Linked DNA regions of Mus musculus: region 2 is linked to region 1. A link is a contact called in public ChIA-PET data. All regions are on one chromosome and are shown on one strand. Each heading gives the region's core, a stretch centred on a gene start, on an enhancer-like site or on the middle of the called end of the contact. The rest is flanking DNA. Distances are from core to core; before and after follow the strand shown.

Region 1 (7,674 bases), core at 2,362-4,861:
ACATATTAATTCTCAGCTTGTCAATGCAGAATCCAAATCCCTGTTTTGGGAGGAGGGATGAAGGCACACCTGTAATAGGAAGGAGATAGAATGATTTTGTTTTGCCATGCTAAGGATTTCTTTTTTTAATTACCAGTTCCAGGAGCTGTTACTAGGAAACAAAGAGAGGTCTCAAAAATGACCTGTATTACTAGTAAAACTACTAATATTGCAGTGAAAATAATAGCCGAAATTAATCAAGAGATAGGAGAATTAACTACAGTTTTGCAAAATAGAGCTAGGATAGACTGTTGCTCAAGCATAATGTCGGCTGTCAACTATTTCTTAGTATGTGTGGCTTAAAATGCATCTGTCAGATTTCTTTCATGCAATCCGTGGCCATATTAATAATCTGCATAAAGAGATAAACAAAATCTCTCAATAACCTTCGCATGGCCATCGTGGTTATGACTACTTTCCCCTTTCCTTGATTCTCTGTCTACTGTTCTTGTGATTCTGGCGTGCTTGCCTCTATGAGCTAGACTAGCCATGAAGGCAATGCTTTCAACCTTGCACCTATCACAGCCACAGTTTCCTCTTTAAAAAAAATAAAATAAGAAAGGAGGCAGTGTAGGAGGTACAGTGGTTCTTGTGCTTACAGATAAGCACCAGGGGAACCAGAAATGTTAGACACACAGTTTTTTCCCGTCAAGCGAAGAGACACATACCCCGTTATCTGCCCAGAAGGCAGAGAGCAGATGTGGTTATTAGCCTGGTGATCTTTTCGCTATCTGTGTGGCCAAGACCACAGTAGATCCTCCTCCAGACCCTTATCATGAGTTTGGTTTTGGTTGTTGTTTTGTTTTGTTTTGTTTTGTTCTGTCTTGTTTTTCAGTCAAGCCATAGAACACTTCCTTATGGAAAGTGTCACATGGACTGCACAGAGAATCTCAGGGCAGTTACATCTGAAGCCTTACTGTACACATGGAACTGAGTTATTATCACCAGGAAAGGTAATTGGGCTGTGCTTAATATGCCTAAAATAAACTATTCAAGGTTAGAGTCCTGAAGTCTGAACCAACACCAGCTATGCAGTGCTTTTGAACTGAACTACCTTCTGGCCTCCCAAAGAAAGATGCTCTGTTAGCCATGGTACCCACAGAAGCCTCGGACATGATTATCTTTAGAGGCTGGGAAGTCCAAATCAGGGCAGCTGCATGTGATGGAAAGGTAAGCAGGTATGTGAGAGAGAACTGAAGCATGGAAAAGGTAAACTCCCTTGGTAGTAGCAGCTTTCTATGGCGACAACTAACCTACTCCCATGATAACTGCATTAATCTATCCCTGAGGGCTCCATTAAGGTACCCAGCATCTCCTCCTTAGCCCTACAGCCCACCATGGCTCACTCAGGAACTCACTTCCCAACAGAGGTCTTCTGGGGGATAAAACCTTCAAACCAAGCAGAAATAAAACTGACTCATTGTGCTACTATTAAAAATGTCAGTGTTTAAAGTGTCCCAATATATATGGAAGCCACCCAAATTTCTCTACAACTGAATTTTCTCCTATCCTTATAACATTGATGAATATAGATTCAGACAATATTGACCTAAAAATAAATCCTAAAAATCAATTTGCAATATACTCCATGTATAAATTTTCAGACTACAACAAAAGTTTTTCCCAGTGAAAACCAACATCTATATTCTTTTTTGATGTTTAAGTTTGAACATGTCTTATTCAATACATAGATTGCTGGTACCATTTACCCATACAGCTAGTTGACAAATAAGGGGGAAAATGAGCTGAAATTAGTTGAAAACTTGTTCAAGTAAATAGAATGGATGGGGGAGATATCCTTGGTGAAATGTGATGCAGCCATCAAGGGGACAAGCAGCTTTGGTCTTAGGAAACACAAAGTTTGTTCCCAGCCACTGCAGGGATGTGCTGGCCTGGGAGGGGTGACATGTGACTGTTGTAGAAACCAGGAACACAGCAATGACTCTTGCCCTCCAAGTCTTCTACAGTCACCAAACCCACTGTTTATGGATTTTGTAAGTTTGTTAGAAGCCATCCACTAAGCCCTTTGAACTCTGGCAGAGGAGGGCTTTATAAATAGAATTTGAGCCCATGAGGTACTATCCCAGTGAAGCTAATTTCTCATGTTTCTTTGAAAGAAAAAAAATATTATTGCACAAGTGACCTAATAGGAGACAAACAGAGCAACCCAGCTTTCCAATCCACTAGTGTTTGAAACACTTTCCTGGGGGTCTCCTTTGATACATGGCTTAACATTTACCGTCTTTGTTGGTGACATTTCGAATCATTGTCTTTTTTTCTCAAAATAAAGGTTGGAGGGGCTGGCAAGGTATATTAGCAGTTAAAAGGGATAACTGCTCTTCCAGAGGACCCATTCAGTTCCTAGATCCCATGAAGGGCAACCTATAATTCCACCTTTAAGGGTTCTGACACCCTTACCCAGTCTCTTCAGGCACTGGTATACACTGGTTAAACACAGTATACAAATACATGCACATACATAAAAATAATTTAAGAAGAACAATCTTTTAAAAGCAAAATAAAATATGCAAGCCTGCAAGAAGCAGTTTCCGAAGAAGGTTTTTTGTTTGGTTGGTTGGTTGGTTGGTTGGTTTCAAAACACTTACAACTCTAGAATTTGAGAATTTGTTCTTAATTTAATGATAGGCAAGGGAGACATTTTGACAACAGTACACTCAGAAGGTATTTGCCAACCATTTAGTGAGCAAAGGGTTAACATCCAAACTATATGAGGAATCACTGTTCCGGCCACACTGTGAGACTCAGCTCTGGGAGAGCATCTGGCTGCCAGGCCGGGTCTCAGGCACTGACTTCAGGTCCCCTGTGCCTACTGAAGGTTCCGTTCAGAAGCCACCACTCTGCCTTCATCCAGGCCACCCAGAGGGAAGGCAGGACTTAGTGATGAACAGGACTGGCCTGCTCCCAGATGGGCCCCAGGAGCCAGGCTTGCTCTGCTCAATCATCAGCTAAGTGTAAGCCACCTTAACGTCACAGTGAGGGTTAGCCTCTGAAGAGAGAAAGCTGACGCGCACATATTGTCAAAAAAAAGAAAGAAAGAGAGAGAGAGAGAGAGAGAGAGAGAGAGAGAGAGAGAGGGGGGGAGAGAGAGAGAGAGAGAGAGAGAGAGAGAGAGAGAGAGAGAGAGAGAGAGAGAAAAGAAAACTTCTTTTAGTCCATTGCTGGGATGAACTTCGGGAAACCTACGCCACACCTACACCTCTATTCGTTGATTCGTCCTACATGTCTATCTGTTCCTCATCTGAAATGACACCCTTTGCACCTGTGCCTGTGGCCCTCAATCTGCTAAAGGTATGCAGCGCTTCAAATCCACATTGAGTGTCTAACCGTGTTAGACGGACTACTCAAAGCCTTGACGGAGAAAAACAGCATCTAAAGGTGATGTGAGGGTTAGATGCGCAGGTGCTGAAGGCAGGGAGGTGACTCCGAAGAGGTGGCAGCTGCTGGGAATGGCCCCAGTGAAGAAGCAATCCACCACAAAGGCACCGTGGCCTCAGAGCACTGCACAGATGAACGCTCTCCCGGGAAGCCCAGTTTCCTGTCAACAGTCACCCTGCCTTTTATCTTTCCTCTTTCTCAGCAACAGCAATAACAGCCGACGTCCGCACCACGCCCTGGGCTCTGTTCTAAGCAAGCTGCCTTCGTTTACTCTCATTTCTCGGAGGTAGAAACTGTTTGTCTTCGTTTTACAGACAGGGGAACCGAAGGAGAAGTCGATCGACATCCCCCTCAGGAAGTCGAGAGTCGGATTGGAACATTTTTGATTACAGTTCTTGAGAATAGACTTAGGCTCCTGCCTTCAGTGGGCAAGCGTCCTACTGCTCAATGAGCTGTGCTCCTAGAATTCTTACCCAGTGTGCCATCCGCCTTCTTACAGGACCCACATTCTGATGCCTGTCACGTGTGTCACCCCTGCTAGCAGATGACATGCTCTACGAGCAGCAAGCAAGGGAAATAAGTCCTTTATTCAGTCTCTGGCATTTACTTCATGACTGCTGTCTGCCAAATGTTTAACCCCTTCACACACACACACACACACACACACACGCACGCACGCACGCACGCACGCACGCACGCATGCACGAGCGCGCCTGAACTGGTTACATTGCATACCGTAGAACTCAGTCATCTCAGAGGTGGGTGGAACTGACAGAAGCATCACTGGGCATCAGAACTAGCAAAGGAAGACCTCACTCACATACACCTCTAGGCAGCCTCTCTAGCAGGAAGTTCCCGAGCTTGCCCACCTGACAATAAATGTGTGAGGTGTCTTACCTCTCACCCCCATAAAGAACACTAGGGGTAGATGCTGTTATCTGCACAATAAGGAAAGAACACACATGCTTCGGAAATCCATACAGCCAGCAAGGGGGGAAAAAGGCATTGAGACACTTGGATTCACTGCTTTTCCATGCTCCGCAGTTTGGTTGTAGAGTCTTCTTTTGTGGAATGGAATAAAATGCATAAGAAGTAAGCCTAAACAAACTCTGGTATTTATTAATAAGGTATCAACACACACGAACACACACACACACACACACACAATATATATATATATATATATGTATATGTATATGTATATGTATATGTATATGTATATGTATGTATATATATGTATGTGTGTATATATATATATGTATATATATATATATATATATATATATATATATATATATAGAGAGAGAGAGAGAGAGAGAGAGAGAGAGAGAATTCATCCCCAAACAATCTGGACAAGGACTATCTCCAGAGAAAAAGACACTCCAACAGTTTCTGGGGGTGTTTCCCATGTTGTATTCTTTGCCCTGAGTGGTAATGGCATTGAGTGGTAACACATTTGTTTGGTACCTGTACGTGCATTATGCCACCATATGTTCTGCCATCCATTCTAGTGGTTTTGGTGAGAGAGGTGGTCTTCCATACACTGCATTAGTTCTGGGTCAGAGAGGCGGGCTGCTTGACATTACAGTGGTCCTGGCAAGAGAGGAGTTTTTGTATATTAGTTTTCTACAAGACCCAAAGGGACCAGTTCTTGAGAAGGTGCCTTGAAAGAGTTGAGGTCATCTTCTCCCTAAGCTCTAGGTCTCCGGATGCTATGTTCCCTCTAATCAGTCCATATATGAGGCCAGTATGCAAGAGAGGAGAGTTGGCTATACTTTGGAGGGAGAAGAACCAAGTAGCCATGTGAGGTCTCAGAGAGGTGTTGGGGTGGGGGTGGGGGTGGGGAGTGGCCACTTCTACAGTTGAGTGGTCAGGGATGTTTAGCAGGAACTAGCTATATCTTAACAATTAAAGTTTAGTGTTGGGAGCCGCGCCCACATTCGCCGTTACAAGATGGCGCTGACAGCTGTGTTCTAAGTGGTAAACAAATAATCTGCGCATATGCCGAGGGTGGTTCTCTACTCCATGTGCTCTGCCTTCCCCGTGACGTCAACTCGGCCGATGGGCTGCAGCCAATCAGGGAGTGACACGTCCTAGGCGAAGGAGAATTCTCCTTAATAGGGACGGGGTTTCGTTTTCTCTCTCTCTTGCTTCTTGCTCTCTTGCTTCTTGCACTCTGGCTCCTGAAGATGTAAGCAATAAAGCTTTGCCGCAGAAGATTCTGGTCTGTGGTGTTCTTCCTGGCCGGGCGTGAGAACGCGTCTAATAACAATTGGTGCCGAATTCCGGGACGAGAAAAAACTCGGGACTGGCGCAAGGAAGATCCCTCATTCCAGAACCAGAACTGCGGGTCGCGGTAATAAAGGTTCCCGTAAAGCAGACTGTTAAGAAGGATTCAACTGTATGAATTCAGAACTTTTCAGCTGGGGAACGAGAGTACCAGTGAGTACAGCTTTACGAGGTAAGTCTGATCTTGAACTTTCTAAGGAAATTCAAGACAGTCTATCAGAAGTAAAGTGGAATATGTTTGGCCTTGAATTTTTTCTAGTGTTAGAAGCCCTTTTGTTCCTTTTCACATGTTATCAAGTGGTTAAGGCAGGGAAAATTCTAGAGGAAATTCAGGACAAGCTATCAGAAGTAAAGCGGGGAGAGAGAGTAGGAGCAAAGAGAAAATATGGTACACAAAATAAGTATACAGGCCTTTCCAAGGGTCTTGAACCCGAGGAAAAGTTTAGGTCAGGTAAGAATACCTGGGGAGAGATTAGAAGGAAGGAAAAGAAAAAAGAAAAGAAAAAAGATCGACTAGCGGAGGTCTCTAGGAGATACTCGTCACTAGATGAGCTCAGGAAGCCAGCTCTTAGTAGTTCTGAAGCAGATGAAGAATTCTCCTCTGAGGAAACAGACTGGGAGGAAGAAGCAGCCCATTACCAGCCAGCTAATTGGTCAAGAAAAAAGCCAAAAGCGGCTGGCGAAAGCCAGCGTACTGTTCAACCTCCCGGCAGTCGGTTTCAAGGTCCGCCCTATGCGGAGCCCCCGCCCTGCGTAGTGCGTCAGCAATGCGCAGAGAGGCAATGCGCAGAGAGATGCGCAGAGAGGCAATGCGCAGAGAGATGCGCAGAGAGGCAGTGCGCAGAGAGATGCGCAGAGAGGCAGTGCGCAGAGAGGCAGTGCGCAGAGAGGCAGTGCGCAGACTCATTCATTCCCAGAGAGGAACAAAGGAAAATACAACAGGCATTTCCAGTCTTTGAAGGAGCCGAGGGTGGGCGTGTCCACGCTCCGGTAGAATACTTACAAATTAAAGAAATTGCCGAGTCGGTCCGTAAATACGGAACCAATGCTAATTTTACCTTGGTGCAGTTAGACAGGCTCGCCGGCATGGCACTAACTCCTGCTGACTGGCAAACGGTTGTAAAAGCCGCTCTCCCTAGTATGGGCAAATATATGGAATGGAGAGCGCTTTGGCACGAAGCTGCACAAGCGCAGGCCCGAGCAAACGCAGCTGCTTTGACTCCAGAGCAGAGAGATTGGACTTTTGACTTGTTAACGGGTCAGGGAGCTTATTCTGCTGATCAGACAAACTACCATTGGGGAGCTTATGCCCAGATTTCTTCCACGGCTATTAGGGCCTGGAAGGCGCTCTCTCGAGCAGGTGAAACCACTGGGCAGTTAACAAAGATAATCCAGGGACCTCAGGAATCCTTCTCAGATTTTGTGGCCAGAATGACAGAGGCAGCAGAGCGTATTTTTGGAGAGTCAGAGCAAGCTGCGCCTCTGATAGAACAGCTAATCTATGAGCAAGCCACAAAGGAGTGCCGAGCGGCCATAGCCCCAAGAAAGAACAAAGGCTTACAAGACTGGCTCAGGGTCTGTCGAGAGCTTGGGGGACCTCTCAGCAATGCAGGTTTAGCGGCTGCCATCCTTCAATCCCAAAACCGCTCCATGGGCAGAAATAATCAGAGGACATGTTTTAACTGCGGAAAGCCTGGGCATTTTAAGAAAGATTGCAGAGCTCCAGATAAACAGGGAGGGACTCTCACTCTTTGCTCTAAGTGTGGCAAGGGTTATCATAGAGCTGACCAGTGTCGCTCTGTGAGGGATATAAAGGGCAGAGTCCTTCCCCCACCTGATAGTCAATCAGCTTATGTGCCAAAAAACGGGTCATCGGGCCCTCGGTCCCAGGGCCCTCAAAGATATGGGAACCGGTTTGTCAGGACCCAGGAAGCAGTCAGAGAGGCGACC
Region 2 (6,821 bases), core at 3,027-5,526, 380 kb before region 1:
CATCCCATAGAATAAACATAAGTGCATGCCTGTAATCCCAGGATACCAGAGGTGCTGGCAGAAAGATTAGGAGTTGAGAATAATGTTTGGCTCTATGGGGAGTCTAAGGTCATCTTGGGTTACTTGAAATCACAATGATAAAAAAATCAAAATAAGAAAAAATTTTGAGTATTTAAAGAAACAATTCCTTCAAAAGTTTGAGAGGAAATAATCCCATTGTATTAAGGTTCTAACCTAAACCCAAGACTATATAAGGAGAGGAATTCTGAAGACTGGTACATGAAAATAAGATCAGCATATGATGATGGTACGGAAATGTGCCTCTAGGAGCTAAGAATTCCAGGAAAGAGGGGAATTACGGAAGACTGTCACCATATGTGGCCCCACTGACACATTCTGACTGTAGACTTCTTGTCTCCAAAACCATGAGAATAAATTGCTGTTGTTTGAAATCATCTGACTTGTGGTAAGTTGCTGTGGCAACCCCAAGAAACAACAAATGCATCACTGTAGCTATCTAAAGAATTGCAAATTCATTTTGTCTTGTAGATTCCCAAAGACTGAACGAAAGTACGATGTCATACTCCAAGCTAATGATGTCATACACCAAGCTATGCACCAATCACGGCTCTTATTTGATAATTGAGGATGGTGTTAGAGAATTTACTGTGATCAGAAATTGAACATAGGGCTTCATCCATGTTAGGCAAGTACTCTACCACTGAGATGTATCCCTATCATGTATGTGCTTGTGTGTGTGTGTGTGTGTGTGTGTGTGTGTGTGTGTGTGTATCTATGTGGAGCCCAGAGGTCAATGTCCAAAGGTAGAATGTGAACTCAAGTAACAGATAGTAAATAAAGCCCAGTCAATGAAGCTTAGCATGGTATGTGTAGGTACAGTGTGGCCATTTCTGCCTCTGAGTTCTGTGGCAACCCATGCACTTACCAACTACCTGTTAGCATCCCAAACATATGATTTAGCTTCACAGCAGAAAGCCTCCTTTGGCTTTCTTGGTAGCCCTTCTGCTCCATCTAACAGCAACAGATGATGCTGATTTTCTTCTATTTCATAGCTAATTTTGGCAACTTGCTTTAAATGCAGGCAGCAAGCCTGATGGTCAAAGTGTAGCAGAATCTTTTACTCTGCTTTGTTGGGATCCCAGTGAGAGTACAACAAAGTTGCTGCTTTGTCATCTTTGTTGGATGAGACTCCAGGTAAAGTGTTCTCCTGGCTGTATGCCCTTATGCAGGGACATTTTGATTTTCTATGCAGTAATAACTTGATAGCTGCTCATCGTCTCTATGTAGTGATCGATGCCAGATCTTTTCTCATCCATGCCAGAACTGTATCAGTTTTTCTATGTGTAGGACTGACTATAGGGCTGAGGTCTAAAAGACCTCATACGCTGATTCATGTATATGGCTTCTGCTGGCCTGAAATGTCAGACCATATCCTTCCTGCATAATCAAAGCTGCCACTTTATGCTTGTTCTTCTGTGTCCTGTGTAAATCCTCAAACCTCTCATGATGTGTTTAATAAGTGCTAAGGATTCCTAAAGACCGTCACTGATCTATATGCACATCATAGACATTTACTGCTCTAGCGTCATCATCTTAGTGATTCAAATCATGTAAGCGACATGCTTGAAGATCCATTGCATCGACATATCTCTGTTCTTCATAATCACGGTCCCCCTCACCATTAGGGGATATGTCCCAGACCTTCCCAGTGGCTGTTTGAAACCTCAAGTCATATGGAACTCTTACCGAGTCTCCGTTTGAGTTAAAGGAAGTAGTGTATGGCTTCTCTTTGGCACATCCTAGTAGCCAGCAACACTCCTCTTGTGCTTGAGGGACTTAAGCAAAGCAAGGGTTACTTGAACATAACTACCGTGATATTTTCACAGCCCATCTCAACTGGTGGCCAAGAAACAATCTCACGTGGGTTCCGAGAGAGCCAGCCATGCAGAAAACAGCACAGAATGTAAACTGAAACTGCGGACAAGGGGTTACTGTGTCAGGAAATAACCCAGATAACTGTGCGATAGGTCCTAGTTTCTGTTTGTGTGTGTGCTCACACACATGTGATAGACAGAGCGACTATGTGGTTTATGTCTGATGTATGTACCTGTGTGTGCTGGGTGCATGTGGAGGCCAGAGGATGCCAGCTGTTCTGTTCTATCCCCTCTGCCTTATTTTCTTGAGCCAGGGTTTCTTTCTGCAACTGGAGTTGTTTGGTATCCAGCAAACCCTAGTGATCCTCATGTCTCTTCCGCCTCACGGAATATAGGTGTAACCACACCATAGTCAACAGCTCCTCACATGGGTTCTGGAGTTTTGAATTCAGGTCCTCATGTTTGTACAGTAAATTCTCATACACACTGAGCCATCTTCCCAGCTCCTGAGGTTAATTTAGGTCTAAAATAGTCAAGACTCTTAAGATTTATTATTATTATTTTTTAAAGATTTATTTATTTTATTATATGTGAGTACACTGTAGCTGTCTTCAGATGCACCAGAAGAGGGTGTCAGATCTCATTACGGGTGGTTGTGAGCCACCATGTGGTTGCTGGGATTTGAACTCAGGACCTTCGGAAGAGCAGTCGGTTCTCTTAACCACTGAGCCATCTCTCCAGCCCAAGATTCATTTTTACATGAGTGTGTGCATGCATCTCTCTCTCTCTCTCTCTGTGTGTGTGTGTGTGTGCGCTCTCTCTCTCTCTCTCTCTCTCTCTCTCTCTGTGTGTGCGCTCTCTCTCTCTCTCTCTGTGTGTGTGTGTGTGTCTGTGTGTGTATGTGTGTATGAATGCAGGTGTCACAGATACCAGAGGCATCAGATACCCTGGGGATTCACAGGCACTTGTGAGCCACCCTATACAGTGCTGGAAACTGAACTTGTACCCTCTATAAGAGGAGCATGCTTTTAACCATGGTACCAACTCTCCAGCCCATCCTCTTTTTTTTTTTTTCTCCTCCTCTCGCTATTGTTTATAACCAAAGCTTACCTACAGTCTGTAGCTTCATATCAACTCAAGAAGTAGTTCTGTTATGAGAAAACTTCTTGCCATTTTCCCCGAGTTCCTGTTTTTACATGCACACATTCCCAACAGATGACTGATAGAATAGTAAAGCTGAGATTTGAGAAAACAGCATCGTAGGGACTCTGCAATGCACTTATTGTTAGTCCCATGGAAGCAACCGTCTCTAAAATTTCCTGGTAGTCAGTTAGCGTACCGCCATGAGCGGATTTGCCAGTTTTCAATCTCTAAATGCTACCACGGAGGGCTCTTTTTTCCTATGGTTTCGATTTTTCCAAATACCTTGGTTTGCGTGGTCATACTGCACAGCACAAGATATGACCAGCACCAGTGAAATAGGGCAGCCAATCAAACAGCTTGAGGTCTCTCTGCTTTTGATTAGAAGCAACATTTTCACAGTCACATAAAATCCGAGAAAACTTAGTTAGCAAAAGTCCCTTACCTGGGGTTACTAAACCAATCTGCAGGAAGCTAAATAGCTTTTCAAAAAGTTTTAGCAAAAAGTCCCCTCCCTGGCCTTTCTTCAAACATTAACCTCAAACATTTACTTCCTTTCATATTATTTATACATTTAACCTCAAGATTTCATCTAGGAAGTCTCCAGCAAATATAAGACAGGACCTAAATGTCAGCCATCTGCAGACCAGACTTAACAAGTTTCCTGGGGGGGGGGGGATGAAAACCTCTCATTTCATACAGCTGAAAAGGGCTGTTGTGTCTCCCCAGGACTCCGGGCAATGCTTTTCCAGGACCCACCACCCAGTCTAGGCTCCTATAAATACATTCTCCAACCATGTAAACAGTTTCTTATTTGGTTTCTGGGCTAGAGTTTGTCTTTGCTGTGGAGGGCGGGGGGGGGGGGAGAGAAATGAAAAAAGCAGGTTTAAAAGGCAAACAAAAGGACATAATAATCACATTTTTCTCAAACACACAGCAGGATGCAGCAGCCATGTGTTAGATTCTACTTAAGAAAGCAGGCTCCCCCTAAGCACTGAATTGGCCCGAGTCTGGTATATATATATGTATATGTGTGTGTATATATGTATATATATATGTGTGTGTGTGTATTTACACATATATGTCTGAGCATACACAAGCCAGAATACACAAGTGGGGCTCAGGGAACAGCTTTGTGGGATCAGTTCTTTTTTTCCACTTTTACATGACTTGTAGGGCTCAGCGGAGGATGCCAGACTTTCATAGCAGCCCTTTACCACCACCCCACCCTCCACATCTTCCTGCCCCTACACTTTTTTTTTTTTTTTTTGAGACAAGGACTCTAGTACAGTAAGCTAGTGTACTACAGAGTCACACCTCAAATATATACAGTGGTTTCTGTAGATATCTATAGTCTTCAGTTGCCTAAAGGATATTTCTCCTGTGTTTGATGAAACAACCCCAACAAAAACAATTTTAATGTAGGCGTGTAGTGTGCATGCATGGGTGTGTATGTGTTTGTGTGTGGTGAATGTGTGTGTACAGGTGCACACCCATGAATGCATGTGTTTGAGTATGTGTAGGTCTGAGGTTGTGGTCAAGTATCTTCCTAGGTCACACCTCATCCTTATATGTTGAGGTAGGGTCACCTGCTGAACTCAGTTTACCATTTCAGATAGTCTGGCTAATGATTGAATGCTGGGGATTTTTCACTCTGTCCCCCATTCCTTTTTCTCTCTCATGTTTACAGAGGGCCTGCCATTCCCACCAGGCTTTTTATATGGATTATGGTGATCTGAACTTTATCTCTCAAGGATGTGTGGCAAGGGCTTTAGCAACTGAACCATCTCCCCATCAGGGAGCATTTCCCTGTTATTTCCTTGAGTGTTTCTGTTCTCAGTCCATATTGTTTGCATTGGATCAGTCCTTGTCACCCTGTTCAGTTGTACAGTCCTTGGCTCAGAAGGAGCACATGTAGGATGCAGGTGTTCTGTCAAGGCCCACAGAATTATCTCTGCCAGCATCACTATGCTGAAATTGGTAACTTATTGGAAGAGATAGAAAAGTTAGAGTGTAGCTGCTGTTGGCTCCATGCGACAGAGTACCCCAGAATACAACCAGCCCCAGAGAAGGCAATCTCAACCGAGAGGTGAAGACAGGGCAAGCCAGACCTTGTGGTCATCTCTGGGCCCGTGGCTTCAGTTATGTTATATAGCATCTATATTTGAATGTTAGTTCTTTTTGCCACTAGATTCTTTTGGGCTTAAGTCAGTGTGGTTTGGGTTTTCTGGCTTTTAGAATCATGTGGGTTTGGCTAGTGTTGACGTTTTATTTTTTTTTACCATCTTAATTTTGTTTGATGGCAGGCAACATACATATTGACATAGAAGCACACCATGAGCAGTAGATTGCATCCCTAACACCATGATTAATCAAGGTAAGCTTTGTTTTATCTGGTCATCAACACTTTCATAAAGAGAAATATGTGTGTGTGTGTGTGTGTGTGTGTGTGTGTGTGTGTGAGAGAGAGAGAGAGAGAGAGAGAGAGAGAGAGAGAGGGAGGGAGGGAGAGAGAGAGAGAGAGAGAGAGAGAGAGAGAGAGAGAGAGAGAGAGAGAGAGAGAGATTTATTACCAAAGCAATAAATTCCTTTTTGAGGCAGGTTTTATATAGCCCATGCTAGCTTTTAACTCTTTATATAGTCAGAATAGTATTACAGTGCATCCTTTGTTTTGTTTTTGCTGATTTAGGCGAAAACTAAACCAAACCAAACAGAAAACAACAAAACAAACAAACAAAATCAATCAAACAAATGGCATGCTAGGCAGGCACCAAGCTTTGTGTCCCATCTCTAACACTACATAAATTGGCTATGGTGATGCATGCCTGCTCCTGGGAGGTAGAATCAGAGGAACACAAGTTTAAGGGCAGCCTGGGATGCATAAGGCCTTAGCTTAAAAATAATGTGTATTTTGATAATAAATCTGCTTTTGTTCTTTCTAACCTAACTGAACATGCTAAGCAAACACTCTACCAGTCAGTGGTCTCAGCAGCTCCAGAAATACATCTAATATCATTGTTCAGAGGATATTCCTAGATGCTAGTGACACTGAGTCCTGGTAAACAAAGCAGTATGAATGGTAACATGAGCAAGTGCAGCTAAGGTCTGGTCAATGGTCAGCTTCCACCGCTCACCTGCCTGACATACATACGTTCCTGGATTCTAACCCCAGCACCAGGGGGAAAAAAAAGGCTTTCTAGTTGGGTGTGGCAGCAATGTGCTTAATTGCAGTACTTAGGAGGCAGAGGCAGGTGGATGGATTTCTGTGAGTTGGAGGTCACCGTGCTCTAAATAGTGAGTTTCAGGACAACTAAGGCTATATAGCAAGACCCTGTCTCAAAAAACGAAACAAAACAAAACAAAACAAAACAAAACAAAACAAAACATCTTTTAAAAGTCAGTTCTGCCAGTGTTTGACCTTCCTGCGATTTGAGGTTAATAAGTTCTACACTAACGGCTTAGAGAACATCGAAGAAGAGGGGGCGTAAACGTTGTAAGAACCCGAGGCCCAGGGCATCTGCTGTAAGATCGTGTCTTCTATATACAACAGGGAAACTGTGCCCATGAAACCTTAACAATGCAGTCACCTAATAAGACATGCAGGTGACATGCTGACACAGATGTGGGAGAAATCTCATAAGGCCCCACCCTAGGTGAAAATCTAAAAGCAATGAATGACAGTTGAGAGAGGGAACAGCCAGCTTCAGAAATGAGCCCCTGATCAGTGATCCACTCTTTACATGTCAGCCTTAAACACATATACATATGAGCAATGCTAAATGACAA

The links. ChIA-PET counts read pairs in DNA pulled down with a chosen protein or histone mark.
Region 2: a contact with region 1 is called in an RNA polymerase II ChIA-PET map of memory CD8 T cells, with 6 times the contacts expected there. The contact joins two enhancer-like sites. A contact is called at or near these places in 2 of 15 datasets of contacts at CTCF or cohesin (CD8 T cells and large pre-B cells), 3 of 484 Hi-C or Micro-C datasets (CD4 T cells, bone marrow-derived macrophages and embryonic stem cells) and 4 of 115 datasets of contacts at active chromatin or transcription factors (CD8 T cells, bone marrow-derived dendritic cells, memory CD8 T cells and 1 more).

What each region holds. Positions count from the first base shown.
Region 1 is chr10:96,197,383-96,205,056 of GRCm38.p6, reverse strand. No RefSeq gene overlaps it. Among named protein-coding and RNA genes, the nearest start is that of Gm40746, 20 kb to the right of the region's middle. Within about 2 kb of position 3,611, at least 87 of the 459 cell types and tissues checked have an H3K27ac peak or open chromatin away from gene starts, as enhancers often do. A contact at or near this core is called in CD8 T cells, memory CD8 T cells and regulatory T cells, where this site is marked.
Region 2 is chr10:96,583,661-96,590,481 of GRCm38.p6, reverse strand. It overlaps Gm33843 (a long non-coding RNA gene), which reads left to right. Exons shown (of 4, transcript XR_380712.2): 3 at 5,342-5,412. Among named protein-coding and RNA genes, the nearest start is that of Gm33843, 12 kb to the left of the region's middle. Within about 2 kb of position 4,276, at least 36 of the 459 cell types and tissues checked have an H3K27ac peak or open chromatin away from gene starts, as enhancers often do. A contact at or near this core is called in CD8 T cells, memory CD8 T cells and regulatory T cells, where this site is marked.